Linked DNA regions of Zea mays: region 1 is linked to region 2. Evidence: chromatin contacts called from public Hi-C data. All regions are on one chromosome and are shown on one strand. Each heading gives the region's core, a stretch centred on a gene start, on an enhancer-like site or on the middle of the called end of the contact. The rest is flanking DNA. Distances are from core to core; before and after follow the strand shown.

Region 1 (2,876 bases), core at 278-2,777, 330 kb after region 2:
GAATTTCTTGGTAAATAGAGTTGTCAAACTATCTCGTAGGGCTAATTTGGAAACCTAATTTTCTCAGGTATTTTCTATTTTTCCATAGAAAATGAAAAATCCCTTAATAAAATGAGGTTTCTAGACTAGCCGTTAAAGAAAAAAAGAGCCAACGTTTTTTTTTCGTATCCTCGTCTATGCTCAAGTGGAAATATACATATAGTGGCTTGAAGCCTCCAATTTTTCACATGCGAGGCGAGGCGAGAGTGGCTCTGCTGGAGATGAGTCACGGAAAGAGAACACACTTCACTTGCACAGCACGACAGCGAGAGGAGCTGAGCAAGACAGACAGGAGCAAACAAAGGAGCGGAATTGCTCCGCGCATGCGGATGTTGTGGGCCCGGTCCATGTCGACGCGGTCCCGCCACCCACTTGCTCCCGGAGCAACACGTGGACGCAAGCCCGCGCGCTGGGCCCCGGGGTGGCGCGTCCGAGCTGGCGCCGCTGCGGTGAACGCGTGGAGGGCGACAGCGCAACGGTGACCAGATCCGACGTGGACCGGACCGTCCACGCCCGTGGGCCCCGCCGCGTGGCGCGCCCCCACCTTTCCCTCTGGCCTCTTGTTTGGTCTCGCGAGAAATTGCCATGTCGCGTTAGTTAAAGCGGTTGTTGCGTGCGTTGGTTAACGCAAGGTTTTTGTAATTTTGTATAGTTTATAGTGTGTATAATATAATAATATGGCTGCATAGACTTTGGATCCAACCTCTGCCTGCCTGCCTGCCTCGGCTGCAAACGCTGACTCTAACAACGGCTGACCACTCGTGTTTTCCTCTTCATTAAGGAAGCTAGCTGCTTCATCGTTAAAAAAAAAGAGAGCTAAGTGCATCAGAAAAACCAAAGGACGTGGACGATCCTAACATGCCAGACTCTTCCGGTTTCAGATCACAGGTTATTTTAGAGCATGTTTGGTTCGTGGCTAACTGCATCATACTTTGCCTAAGATTAGTCGTTCGAATTCAAAAACTAACCTTAGACAGAAAAGTTAGGCAAAATGTGGCTAGTTAGACAGCGAACCAAACAGACCCTTAGTTTTGTCTAGAATCAAATTTACTAGAGTATCATCAAAACTGTCTGATTCTAAACATTAAGTAAATGTACTATAAATGTATATATATTACATATGGAGTTTAGAGCCTTTCTTGAACATAGGATTTCCAACAGTTCCATTTTATAGGGAAAACGAAATATTCAGAAAATTTTCTCTCACTGTAAACGCAGCCCCTCTCCTCAAATACAATATGGCAACACATGTACTACTAATAAACAGAGAAAAGACGACGGAAACGTCCCACGCACGCAATACCACTTGCTGGGTACATGCTTCTCAACAGCCCAAGGTGCAAGAAAATTTTCACAGTTTTTTTTTGAAGGAAGGGGGCAGGGCACAAGCAGCAGGCACCAAAAAAGGCCGGTCATCCATGCCCTCTTCCGGTCTTCCCCTACCTATAAATACCCTCCACCAGGCCCCCAGACTCCCCACCACCGCAGGCAAAGCTTCGGGCAACAACAGCTTGCTCGACTCAGCGCCCATCTATCTCTCTTCTCCCCCGCCTGTCTAGCCAGCGGCGACCACCACCACCGTTCAGTTATTATAGCAAGCATGACGAAGCACGGCGTGGTGATCGGCCCGGAGGACGTCGCGGCGGCGCGGCATTTCTCGTTCCCGCCGCCGAGGACGGCGGCGGGCGGCGAGTCGTGCAGGAAGCTGGCGGCGCAGGTGGACCTCGGCCCCGCCGTCGTGGGGTCCTGGCTCGACTCCATGAAGGCCTCGTCGCCCAGGCACAGGCTCATGGCGCCCGTGCCCGGCGCCGCCGACGCGGAGCACGACGACTGGATGGTACGTGCACGCGGGCCAGCCCATGGGCGGCGCCGAAACGAAACAAACGCACGCGGAACTAAGAAATCGACCCGTTTTTGGTGCAGGAGCGGCACCCGTCGGCATTGGACCGCTTCGACGCGCTGGCGGCGGCGGCCAAGGGGAAGCAGGTCGCGGTGTTCCTGGACTACGACGGCACGCTGTCCCCGATCGTGGAGGACCCCGACCGCGCCGTCATGACGGACGAGGTGTCCGGGCTCTTCTTCTCTCTTCCGCCTCTAACCAAATACCGCAGTTATTATAAGATGGGACGAGAAAGCAGAGCACGCTCTGCTTCCAGGTCCCGACGACCACGCCAAAGAGATGAGGATTCCCTTGCTCTGACGCCGACGATGTTGTGAACACGCAGATGAGGGACGCGGTGCGCGGCGTGGCGGCGCGCTTCCCGACAGCGATCGTCAGCGGGCGGTGCCGGGACAAGGTACACGCACTCCCCCCATTCGCTCGCCTTCCTCTCCCCTCATCCTCTCACCGCCACACAAGAGGCCTAGTAAAATCCAGCGGCCACCGCCCACCGGGTAGCTCGCTCGCTCATCAGGATCCGCACGGGACAGGTGAGGCGAGGCGACCCAGCTAGAAGCTCCTCCTCCACTTGGCGTGGCGGGACGGGAGCTGGCCTGGGGCGCGTGGCCCCCGTTTTCTCCCCTCCTCTTTTTTTTTCTTTTTCTTTTGGCACTCACCAACTCGGCGCGAAAGTGACGGCCACGACGGCGACGCTGACCGACGTGCTCTCGGCTCTCGCGCAGGTGTTCAGCTTCGTGCGGCTAGCGGAGCTCTACTACGCCGGGAGCCACGGGATGGACATCCGGGGGCCCACCGCCGACGCCAACCACCACCACGGCAACGGCAAGGTATACCGTCGTACGACCTTTCCGAACTTACATCACCATCACCGTCTCTTTGTTTTTCCCCCTTCCTCCCATTCTCGTAAGCTGACCGTCCGTCCCTGCAATGCACCAGG
Region 2 (2,913 bases), core at 20-2,519:
GGAGCTTCGTTCGAGTCCGAGAGTGAAGCTTCGGCTATGGTTAAAAATTTTGGCAACAAAACAGTGCAAGTAGCAATGAATGCTGTGGTAACTTCACACCTACTCGTCTGTTTATATAGTATTGCAGGTAAGAAGGCGAAGCGCCAGGATTTTTACACCAAGCGGACAGCCGCTTGTACTCGCTGCGCGGTGGACCGCAGAGACCAAACAGTAACTCTGCAAGGTGGGACCGTTACGCTCTTGGAAGCTGAATCGTTTCTCGACAACGAGCTCAGGGAAGGTGTTTTTTGGACCTTCGGCTTCCCGAAGCTTAAGAGACTTTTTCACGGTTCAAGCTCGTTACGAAAAACGATCTAGCGCCGTGAAAGGGGCTACTGTTGGGACCATGCTTCGTCGCCGAAGGTCTTGTAGGGAGAAGCAGCTTCGACTGAAGCTGTTCGCATGAGATGACCGAAGGTTCCTCCTCATGAAGCTTCGGAATTGCAAACCGACTTAAAAGTAGAATGACCTTTCAGTCCATAAATGTTTGGGTCGCTGTTGTAATCCCCTATGAGGGACATAATTGTAATTCCTCACAGACTGTATCCCGTGCCTATAAATAGTGAACAGTACTCCCTTACTGTTCACACTTTCCTGTTTTCTGCAATCACATCATTCGGGAATCAACCTTTGCCAAGGCAGAGGTATTATTGTATCCAATACTTAAATATATTGAATGGATATTATATGATTCATTTACCTCTGATACTCTATACTTTATGTTATTTCATACAATTTATTAAAATCCGATTACGAAGACTTAACCTTCGTAATCATATTGTTGCCCACCTTCGTCCAGAGTTTATTATCCCCGAGGGAATAATGCTTCGTTGGACGAAGGATATTAACATTTAACATTTCATGTTGTCTTGTTCTTAATTCATAGCATTTGAGAACAAGCCCCCAACACAATACTTCAGTTTTGAAAACAGAGATTTTACCCAGCTTGCCAAACACCATTATGTATATAATACTGCAGTATTTGAGAATACTGCAGTATTCTTCCAAAACTGCAGAAAAACTTTGTTCCCAAACACCCCCTAAAACTGTGTTTTGTATGTCTGTTTGCACTAGAGTAGTGGATTTAGTTTCAAAACAAGTAAAGTAAACCGTTGGAGAGAGAAAACGAGAGGGGGAGGCAAAAGATGTGAGAAATTGTTGTTACAGGATGTTTTCGTCGTAGGTGAAGCTCTTTTAATATTTTTTATTAGTTATAGATAGACGTAGATATGTAGAATGTAGAGAGATAGAGAGAGAGGAGAGATAATAGAAGTCGAGAACAAGTTAACACGGGAAAGCACAAAGCACCCATGATTCCAGTTCATGCCAACCTCGCCGCCGTGGACCGTTGCCATCTGTGCATCTGGATTCCATAAAGGCACGCGTGCCCTGACCTCTCCACACCCCGCGTCCCACCAACTTCCATTCCCTACCGCCCGCCCACCCCACTCCACTCCGCTCCTCCCACTCGAGCCATCATGGCCCTCGCCTCCCGCGCCGCCGCAGCCGCCGTGGCGTGCGTCCTCCTGGCGCTCGCCGCCTCCGCCGCGGGGGCGGGCTCCAACTCCCCTGCACCGGCGCCGGCGGTGGACTGTATCTCCCAGGCCGCCAGCCTGATCGACTGCATCGACTACGTCCAGAAGGGGAGCAGCGCGCGCCGTCCGTCCGCTGCCTGCTGCGGCGAGGTCAAGACCGCAGTGGCCAGCCCCGTCATCGTGGGCTGCCTCTGCTCCCTCGCCGGCTCCAACTCCAGTAACCTGGGCTTTCCCATCGACATGAAGCGCGTGCTGGCGCTCCCCGGCGCGTGCGGCGCGTCCAACGCCGCCTTCAGCAAGTGCAACAGTGAGCACCACCCGAGCCTTTCCTCATCCTTGCTTCTCCCCGAGCAGTTTCCCTCTTAAATTCCGTCATATCTCATCATGTGTCCCCCCCCCCCCCCCCCCCCCCAAAAAAAAAAAAAACTTAGTACTGTGCCATCTCCTCCAAAAAATTTCCTTACACCTCGAGAACCCATGCCTAAATCACGGGTTTCTTTTCTTCGGATTTTACCGCTCCTTTGATTTCTCTTAGAAGGATTTTATGTAGTGTAGATAAAGGTCCCTTTTTTTGATAAGTTAGTTTGGTTTTCCCTTTTGCTACTCTAAGCAATTTCGATATGATCTAACAGTTCCACTCTTTTGCTTGCAGTTTCCGCGCTTCCCCCAACCGAAGGTAACTCTATGCCTCACTATCAGTTTCACTGTCTTTTCTTTTACGTCCGTCTAATCTCTGTGTAACGACATGCGCCTTTATTACACTCTATGATTTTTAGGAACAATCGGCACATATTAGTACTTAGATTATGCTCTATGAATTTTTGCAGTGTTACGCCTGTTTAGAACTTTAGATCTTCAAGTATGAACAGAACAAATATATGCTAGAACTGTACAATAACTTCAACTGGGAAAAAACAAGATCTGAATTTTTTAGCTGTCCGTTTTCCAAGAATAAAGTTTTTGTTTTTTTAAAAAAAATGGAAGAAAAAACAGAATTCTTAGCTGTCACAAGAGTATAAATGTGTTTTGTCTTTCTTCTGCTAGAAAAGAAGCTGATGAGCTGTAACACGCTCAAAACATCTCCACATGCATGTGTGGTGTTCCGCTCCTTTGGCATAACTATGGGTCCGCAACATTTTTGTTTGCCAGCAAAGAATCCTCAGCTGTTATTTCCAATCACCTTTGTATCTTTGCGAGTGATTGCATGGCATGTGCGCTACAAAACAATATAGACAGAATTATGTATAGGAGTGAAGAGAAGAAACCTGTATGCTAGCCAACGGTTCGGTTTCTTTAACCATCGCCTGATTCAGTTGAGCTGTAGAAAGCGATAGAGTGT

The links. A called contact is a pair of places that touch in the nucleus more often than the background predicts.
Region 1: a contact with region 2 is called in a Hi-C map of leaf, with 2.8 times the contacts expected there. The contact joins the promoter of LOC100273093 here to the promoter of LOC100276627 in region 2. A contact is called at or near these places in 4 of 25 Hi-C or Micro-C datasets (bundle sheath, ear, leaf and 1 more).

Annotation. Positions count from the first base shown.
Region 1 is chr1:67,188,941-67,191,816 of Zm-B73-REFERENCE-NAM-5.0, forward strand. It overlaps LOC100273093 (putative trehalose-phosphate phosphatase J), which reads left to right and starts at 1,528. Exons shown (of 5, transcript NM_001147542.1): 1 at 1,528-1,876; 2 at 1,963-2,103; 3 at 2,265-2,336; 4 at 2,662-2,766; 5 at 2,876. The coding sequence starts at 1,640.
Region 2 is chr1:66,856,950-66,859,862 of Zm-B73-REFERENCE-NAM-5.0, forward strand. It overlaps LOC100276627 (non-specific lipid transfer protein-like 1), which reads left to right and starts at 1,270. Exons shown (of 3, transcript XM_008658189.4): 1 at 1,270-1,881; 2 at 2,227-2,250. The coding sequence starts at 1,518.